2 separate regions of the Mus musculus genome follow, and region 1 is linked to region 2. The links are chromatin contacts, called in public Hi-C maps. All regions are on one chromosome and are shown on one strand. The core of a region is the stretch at or near the end of the contact, and the rest is flanking DNA. Distances in the headings are between cores, read along the strand shown.

Region 1 (4,231 bases), core at 10-2,509, 430 kb before region 2:
ACCCTACATAGCTACTGGGAACCAACTGCTGTGCTCTGCAAGAAGCAGACTGGTAAAAGTTTTAATGTTCCTGGTAAAGAGATGACATAGTTCATTATGTTGAGTATCACAGCACTCTAGAAACAAGCAAGACATCCGAATGAATCCAGTCCAGTGTCTACTTCATAGAGATATCCATGGATATGTTAGCCATATGAAAGTTGAAATCAGGTCCAGGTGAACAGATGTTTAATGTGGACTTAACGGGAGACTTTTTCAGCAGAAAGACACATGATTGAAACTTTATGAGAGCGAAGTAAGCCTGGCTTTGCAATTCAACCTCAAGTATTTGTTCCCTTGCTTTTTACTCATTTCCTTATTTTCAAATAAAAATAATTGTAGCAGACATTGATGGCTACCCTGAATACTCAACAACTTTCTTCCGTGCTACCTAAGCCTTCTTTAAAAGATCCTCCTTAAGGTCTGAAGATGTAGGATATCACAAAGCCCTGGGTTTGAGTGCCAGCACCATGAACTGAGCATGATGCTGCAAGCCTATAATCTCAGCATTTAGGTAAGAGGATTGCAAGTTCAAGGTTATGTAGTGAGTGCAAGGCTAGTCTGGCATATATAAGACCCAGTGTAAGATGATGATGATGATGATGATGATGATGGAGGAAGCGGAAGAGGAGGAGTAGGAGGAACTTAGAAATAGGCATTGCCAGATCTTAGCATTTCTACATGACTACATGTAAAGCCAGATCTGCTCACTATAAGCAGTGCTGCACCCAGGAGAAGGCAAAGAGGAAAGAGAACACAGAGAATGCCCTAAATGACCTCAGAGCTCGTTCTCTACTTCTCACTAAGCATTGAGACAACAGAAATCCCCAGCAGGGACTTTCGTGTTACCGATAGTTGAGAAAAGCCTCAAGGTGACACACAGACTTTCAGTTCTGCTTTATAAACATCCAGGTTAGCTATTTCTCTATTCTTATGTGTGTCTTCTCCTTTTATAGGTATGCTGTGTGTGTAGGTAGAGTTTAGAGTGAGAATTTAGAATCTGTGACTGTTACCTTAAACTTAAGCAAAATTCAGCACATACTTAAAGAATTTGTCATTCAAGAAAGCGATTTAAGCAGATTGTTGTGCTGGTAGCCTGGTCCCCAGTGTGGTCATGTTAAGAGGTGGTGAGACCTTAAAAAGGCAGAGAGACTAGAGGAGAGTCCGGGATCCCTGACTCAAAAGGAACTGCTGAGGTTCTACTTAGTTCTCATGAGAGAGCTGTTATCAAAGACCAAGTCTGACCCCTGTCTGGCCTTTTTGGCTTTCTGGCAGCTGATCACTCCCTCTTACATGCACTCCTATCATGGTGATGTCACTTGTCACAGGTCTTCACAGAGCTGAACTGACACTAGCTAGCATCCCCCTCTCCTTACGAAGTTCCCAGCCTCAGACATGAATTATCAGAACCGTAACACATGTGTGGTACTTCTTAATTTTCTACAGTTCTATTAATATTGCAATTTTCATAGAAAGTAGATAGCAAATATGTCTACTCGCTTCTTAGAGAACAGAAAAAAAAGAAGTGACTTACATACAGTCACATGGGAAGTAATGGGCACCACTAATGTTCACAGAGACATGTTTTTAGATGAATGCTCTAGCCGACACCATGGACTTCTATAGGGTACATGTGTATGTAAGTTCATCTAGGAACTCATCCAGAGCAGAACTCCCCACACAGAAACACGTGATCTAGAGTTTGGAATTCTAGTAACTGGCCAGGGAGAGACACCAGCCTCCATGCTCTCCTACCTTTAGTCTCGCAGATCATCACGTTGCTGAACTCACTCTCCCCTCCTTCATTAAAGCACTGCATCTTAATGTCATAGGAGGTCTCTGGCTGCAGGTGACCAATGGTGTGCCACTGCTTTGAGCCTAGAGAAGAGAAACGAGAGACTAGCTGTAGATATCACACAGCCTGCATGACATCGATTTGGGATTTTCAGAAAGAGATTTATAGAATCCCTTGCCATTTCATACAGCTTGTGAACAAAAAAAAAAAAATGTACTCCACGTTAGTGCATCATGGATGAATAGCATTTCTACTAAGTGGCTTGTAAAGGACGTGAAAAGGAGGTGAAGACATAAACTTAATTAAAGGGTATCTGTGAATTGGTAGCCATGCTGGTTTTATTAAAAATTAGTGGCATAGAGGAAAAACATCTCAAAGCCTCATTTCAGCCCAGCAAGCCCGGTCACTATGCCCATCCGCTAAAAAAGCCACGGTACAAACGACAGCAGGCAGTGCATGGTGCTGAGGAGGCAAGCAGCTGCAAGGAAGGCTTTCCCAGAACTCTCTTCCATTGCCACGGACACATCCCAGGCTGACAGTCAAACACCTTAATAAAGGTCTGAGCATCCCACAGAAGGCAAACTGCAGTGGGAACCCTCAGCTGCCACTCCTGAGGCCACGTTTCTTCTGAGTCGGGGTCTCAGAACCACACAAGTGTCTCCACTATTAGGATTCTGTTATCTGTGGCATGCAGCCAAGGTTTCATTTAGAAACACTCCCAAACCGAGCACTCCAGTGTAAATCACCCTCCGTTTTCACTTTCATGGATCTGTGACAAAGTTTCATAAACAGGGACACTTTTGCCAGATTTAATTAACTCTTCAAGTATTCTTAATCCCTTTTAGAAAAATGACTCTTCAGACTGTGTCCAGTGTTTCCTAGAAATCCAAGCATGCCACCAACTGATGTAAGAATTAATTAAAGGGAAAGAAAAAACAAAAAAGCACACCACATGCGTAAGTCAAATCTGCTTGGCTGTCAGGACCAGTATCACAGGCTCCTTTCTAATTCAACACAGACAGAAACATGTCAGCCCCTTTCCAAGCCGTTAGCATAGAAAACCCTCGTTCACACAGACTCCCACCTTACAGGAGAGAAAATCCGATTGTCTAAGATCCAGTGTCTCTGCAGAGCTGTAGGAGTGGGTTCTAGACTTTATGTATATACTTATACATACATGCTTGTGTGTGTGTGTGTGTGTGTGTGTGTGTGTGTGTGTGTATACTTGTAAAGAGACCTCCCCTCTGTCCCAACTTGTTTTTGGTTTTGTTTTGGTTGGTTGGTTGGCTTTTCTTTCATCAAAGAACTGGTTGAAGCTAGAATGGGCCTATTTCTAAAATGCGAAACCATCCCATAGGACTACTTCTTGACTCTACCTTTTGGGCTTTCCTGGTGCTACCTCCCATCCACAAGCATCTCCATTAGAGCCAAAGAACTAGTTAGGTTTCAGAGAACCAGTAACAGTGGGTTAAGCTTCTGACTTGTTTTTAGGAGAAAACAGTTACAATCTACACCTTCTTAGGTTTATATTTTATTGTTGTGTCCAATCTTTCCAACAGCAAACACTATAGGTTGGTAAAGAGAAGGAGTGTTTATATTTGATGAGTGAGGCAGCTATGTGCACTGTTGGGTCTAAGCCCCATCAGTGAGTGTACACCCTCTGCAGAGCATCCCCCTCAGAGCTGCACAGCAGAGTAAGCTTTACACACCGGTGTCCCTGCCACTCCACTTAACAAGATAAAGATACTCCACAGAAAAACACTGTCAAGCTGAGAACATTTGTAGTTATCTAAATGTGGCAAAGAATTAGAAGATCAGACAGCGTATGAAATATAAGTGTTCTTACTGTAGTCTTTATAATGGACTCATTAAAGGGGGGGGGGGCGCTAAATTTTGGTCAACACACACATAAGTATCCAAATCTTTTAAGAAAATTTTAGGTACATATTTAAAAGAAGTATTTTGTTCCTGGTTTTGGAAGAATAAACCAATAGCTCCAACTGCCACAGAAAGAATTTCGAAATGAAAATAAGCAATACGCAAATTACACAGCACAGCGGATCCCACTTAAACATCTAACTGCTCAGTGTGCTACATTTATAAACAAGCTTGCTGAGAACTAAGAGAGACTCCCATCCATGAGCACCGCTATACATGATGTGCTGTTAAATGCTCTTCCCAGACTCACATTCCTATCACGGAGGTTTGGAAAAGTTCAGATTCCTCTAAAGAGCAGTTTAGAAACCGTTAATGCACAGGGATTCCTAGAAGGTAAAGAAGGAAGGCGAGGGTGAAGGAGAGACACAGACAGCTGCTCGTGTCACCTAACATCTGCTCTGCTTAGAACCATCTTATGCCAAATGTTTAACCAATGTCAAAAGTTTTAAAAATAAAAAT
Region 2 (4,047 bases), core at 109-2,608:
CTCACTTCCTCCCTTATAGTTAGTCTTGGCCACAGCCAGCTAGAGGAACTGTGATGCCTTTGGCGTGGTTGATCTTCCCACCCCAATGAAACCTAATCTGAAAGATCACTCAGACATACCTTAGGTGATTCTAGATCCTGACAGGTTGACAGTATCGATCATCAGGCATGCGTCTGATGTATCTGCAGGGCATAAGGATTGAATTTGTAGGTTCCTGGTTGCGCAATGCCAGCATCAGGCTTTTGAGATAGATGGTTTCTGAGATGGAGTGTTCTAAGCCAGAACAAGGCTTGGTGTTCCGTTTCTCAGGGAAAGGTGGAGATGGTAGATGGTAAGGGAGTGGGGCGAAGAGGTTTAGCTTTGGAGGAAAGCCTGAGGCAAGGGTAGCCTACGGTAGGATGATGCAGCCACAGACAGTTACTTTAAGAGAAGCATGTTTATTGGTCAGAGATAAAACTAGGAAGGGCCAAAAGGTGTGGCTTTGGCTGTACCAGATTCTGGGAAAGTGATAGATTGGGATTTCTCACCTAGGTGGTAGAATTTGGAGAGAAAACTGGTAGGTGAGTCTGAAGGTGTTAGAAGGGCTCTACTTTTTTCCCCTACAGAACTGAGAACCAGCGGGATATGGTTCCATAGTAGAGCACTTGCCTAGCATGCCAAAGGCTTGAGTTCAATTCATAGAAAAAAAATCAAGGTCTAAAGGGCATAGAGCCATTGAGCAAACCTTGGGCTGCCTGTCACCTGCTCAACCTTTGGGGGATATTGATCTAGTTGAAGTCCTTTTGGATAGCAGGCATTGGCTGGGTACCAGTTCCTACAGGGCCCTGTTTCTTCCCATGTCCCCTGGCTAGGCTCATCAGCTCATTTTAAGCCAGGGACACCTTGTTCATGGCAGAATACCAAGGGTGCAGATAGCTATCTTGCTGTGGGCTAGCTTTGCATTGTAGCTGACCTGTGAATGAGTGGTTCTTCTTGGCAACTGGTTCAGAGGGGAGGCTGCTGAGCCTTGGACATGAATAGATCAACTGCAGGCTTCCCCTCAACAGATTGTCCTTGTAGCAACCAGTCCAAGAAGCCCCGTGCCTCTGGAATACCCGGAGATACAAAGCAATTCTCTGGGCTAGCCCAGCAAGGAAAGGAAGTAGCATGCTTAAGTTTGTGATGGGACACCTTGGAGCAAACCTTAATACTAGCCAGGCTACATAGAGCTGTCCTGGTTCTGATCTAGAAAAAAAGATGTGCCAGTGTAGACCTGCATTGGGAAAGAAGCCAAAGAAGGAGTAGCTGTCTTGTTGCTTGGGTTTGCTCCAGGCTACTTAGTAGTGACTGCCAAAATCTTTCCTAAAGGTCAAGGCCAGAGTGTGGCTAAGTTGTTCATTTACTCTGGAACCTGTTCTATGTGGTATTTTCCATTTTGGCTTCATGCTAGCATCATAGAGGAGGTAGGTTTTTTTTTGGGGGGGGGGTGTTTCATTTTTACTACTGGTGCTTGACTTCTAACTAATATAATAAAATCATGGAGAGCCTGACCTAGACATCCGGATACTTTAAACCCCTCAGGTCAATGCCAACTTAAATGGAATCTCCCTCTCCACTTCCATCACCCCCATCACCCCCGTCCCCTCTTAGGAAAGATCTGGAGGAAGGAGGGCAGGAGAGAAGGCAGTTAATGAACAATTCTGGCACAGAAGTTTTATAACAACTCCAAGCGTGGTCCTAGCAGGGCCCAAGGGATACTGTATAATGAACAGAAGTTCATTCAGATCATGGTTATGGAGGTTGTAAAATCCAAGATGAGGCCTTCTGGCTGTTTCATCTTCGGACAGATGGAGGCAGAGTTTTTAGGCAGGCCTAACCCATACCCCTTGGAATCAAAGTGTGCTTATCAAAGGTTAAGTAGGAAGCTTTGAAGGCTATCTATCTAATCTGATGGTTTTCCTGCATATTAGAATTGCTTGCTCGCCATGTGTACATAAATTCCAGGGCTAGGTTAGAGTAATGAACCAGAATTTCTTCATATGGACCAGAATAAATACTCATTAAGAGTTTTAAGTGGTTTTATTTTTACATTTATTTTATTTTTTTTTTATGTTGGGGTGGGAGAGTGTGTGTGTGTGTGTGTGTGTATGTGTGTGTGTGTGTGTGTGTGTGTGTGTGTGTGCTTGTATATGGAGCTCAGAGGACAACTTGAGGGAACAGGTTATCAGGTGTGGCCACAGGCACTTTTCCGTGCTGAGACATCTTGTTACCCCTACAACAGGCCACTTCCCTGTTCAGCTATCGTTCAGAATCTCTTCCATGAACACTGCTTTTCAGACTTAAATGTAGTGTCAAGTTCAAATCTCCATTCTGATTTTGTAGATATGCAGGAGGCCTAGGATTCTGATTCGCTAATAAGGGTCCCTGGGGTGCCCACGTTCCTAAACTAACAAGCGCATTTGAGCAGCAGGGATCTATCTATCGATCTGCTTCCTGTATTGACAGCTGAAGAAAATGAGAGCCAGAGAAGGACATATGACATTCCATGGTCACCTAACATGCCATTCATTTAATGCTTTAAGTTTTTAAAGCATTTACGTTTTGGAGGGGAGCAGAGTTGGGGTTTATTAAAGATATTTTAATGTATTTTAAGCATGAAGGCTAAGAGAGAAGTGCTTAGAAAGAAAGATATACCCCAGAGCATTGATGTAAGTTTCTCAAAGAAGACTCATCTACTCAATGCTTTTAATTAAATAAGTAACTAATTAATTTTGGAGACAAGGTCTCACTGTGTAGCCCGGGGGAGACAGCCATGCAGGAGAAGAGGCCCATGTGACGAGGAATGATTTGGCGGTTGCTGGGGGTAGCAAGCGAAGGGATGCTCACTTTTAGGAGAGCTGTCAAGGGTGATTAAGGGTGATTTTAACTGGAAATTTAGGATTACAAGTCTCACTGTTGGCTGAATGAGTGTGGTGGCAGCTGCCAATTATCTCAGCATGTAGAAGGAGGAGGAATTCAAGTTTGAGTTACATAGTAAGTCATAGGCTAGCCTGGACTTAGAATCAATGGACATAGAACCAATCAGTCAGTCAGTCAATCAAACTAACTCTCTCTCTCTCTCTCTCTCTCTCTCTCTCACACACACACACACACACACACAGAGAGAGAGAGAGACAGAGACAGAGACAGAGACAGAGAGAAGGAAAGAAGGGGAGAGAGAAATCGAAAGCTAGTTTTCTTTCTTTTTTTTATGGGGAGGGCCGTTCTCAGTCCTCTCCAGGATTTTGTGGGTGGCTGCTGCTAACCCTACTGACGAATGAGGAAGTGTTTGGGACTTCCCTTATTCCCTTACACAAAGTTGTTTTTGTTGTTGTTTTTTCTTTTAATTTGTTTTGTTTTGCTCTTGCTCACCATTCTTGAACTCATAGTGGCATCTGAGAAATGCCCCCACTTGGGGTCACAGGCTTGACTCCATAGTAGGTCTGCACTCAAAATCATAGATTTATGATTATGATAGCCAACACTTCCAACAGATGTTTGTCCTGCCCTCAAGAAATAAGCTAAGATGTCCATTTTTCTCTAGGAGAGCACAAACTAGTGCTTCCTTTGATCGTCTGCCAGGAGTCACCTGAGCTGTGTGTGACAGTGCATGTCCCAGGCCCCACCCGAGCTGATGAAGGCCTATGTCTGTGAAATGTGTGTATTTAGTTCGTGGCTCTGTGATTTTTTTTTTTTTTCTGTTCCTGATCATTTGAGAAACAGAACAGGATGGAAGGGATATAGGCTGGAAGAAGCTGGCATTTGACATCTATATATCCCCCTAGGCTGGTAAGCCACATAGATCTCTTAGTAGCATGGTCCTAGAGGAGTTGGTCCATAGAGCAATTGACTGCTTCCTGACTTCCTCCCAGTTACCTCGCTGGCCTCTGCCCTCTGCCATGCGGAGTATACCATGATTCCTTGCAGAGCCATGCCATCAAGGTTCCCTGACCACATCTCCTATTGCACTGGCCTTCCTTCCTGATTCAACCGTGCATCTTAGAAACGGAGGCCGGAGTACTGTTAGTG

The links. A called contact is a pair of places that touch in the nucleus more often than the background predicts.
Region 1: a Hi-C map of conventional dendritic cells shows a contact between it and region 2, with 5 times the contacts expected there. The contact joins two enhancer-like sites. A contact is called at or near these places in 1 of 39 promoter capture datasets (cranial neural crest), 1 of 484 Hi-C or Micro-C datasets (conventional dendritic cells) and 1 of 115 datasets of contacts at active chromatin or transcription factors (fibro-adipogenic progenitors).

Annotation. Positions count from the first base shown.
Region 1 is chr9:35,480,784-35,485,014 of GRCm38.p6, reverse strand. It overlaps Cdon (cell adhesion molecule-related/down-regulated by oncogenes), which reads right to left. Exons shown (of 19, transcript NM_021339.2): 14 at 1,795-1,917. Among named protein-coding and RNA genes, the nearest start is that of Cdon, 31 kb to the right of the region's middle. Within about 2 kb of position 1,259, at least 22 of the 459 cell types and tissues checked have an H3K27ac peak or open chromatin away from gene starts, as enhancers often do. A contact at or near this core is called in conventional dendritic cells, where this site is marked.
Region 2 is chr9:35,056,047-35,060,093 of GRCm38.p6, reverse strand. All of the region lies in intron 1 of St3gal4 (ST3 beta-galactoside alpha-2,3-sialyltransferase 4), which reads left to right. Gm51705 (a long non-coding RNA gene) reads right to left here. Exons shown (of 3, transcript XR_003948316.1): 3 at 129-182. Among named protein-coding and RNA genes, the nearest start is that of Gm51705, 3.3 kb to the right of the region's middle. Within about 2 kb of position 1,358, at least 18 of the 459 cell types and tissues checked have an H3K27ac peak or open chromatin away from gene starts, as enhancers often do. A contact at or near this core is called in conventional dendritic cells, where this site is marked.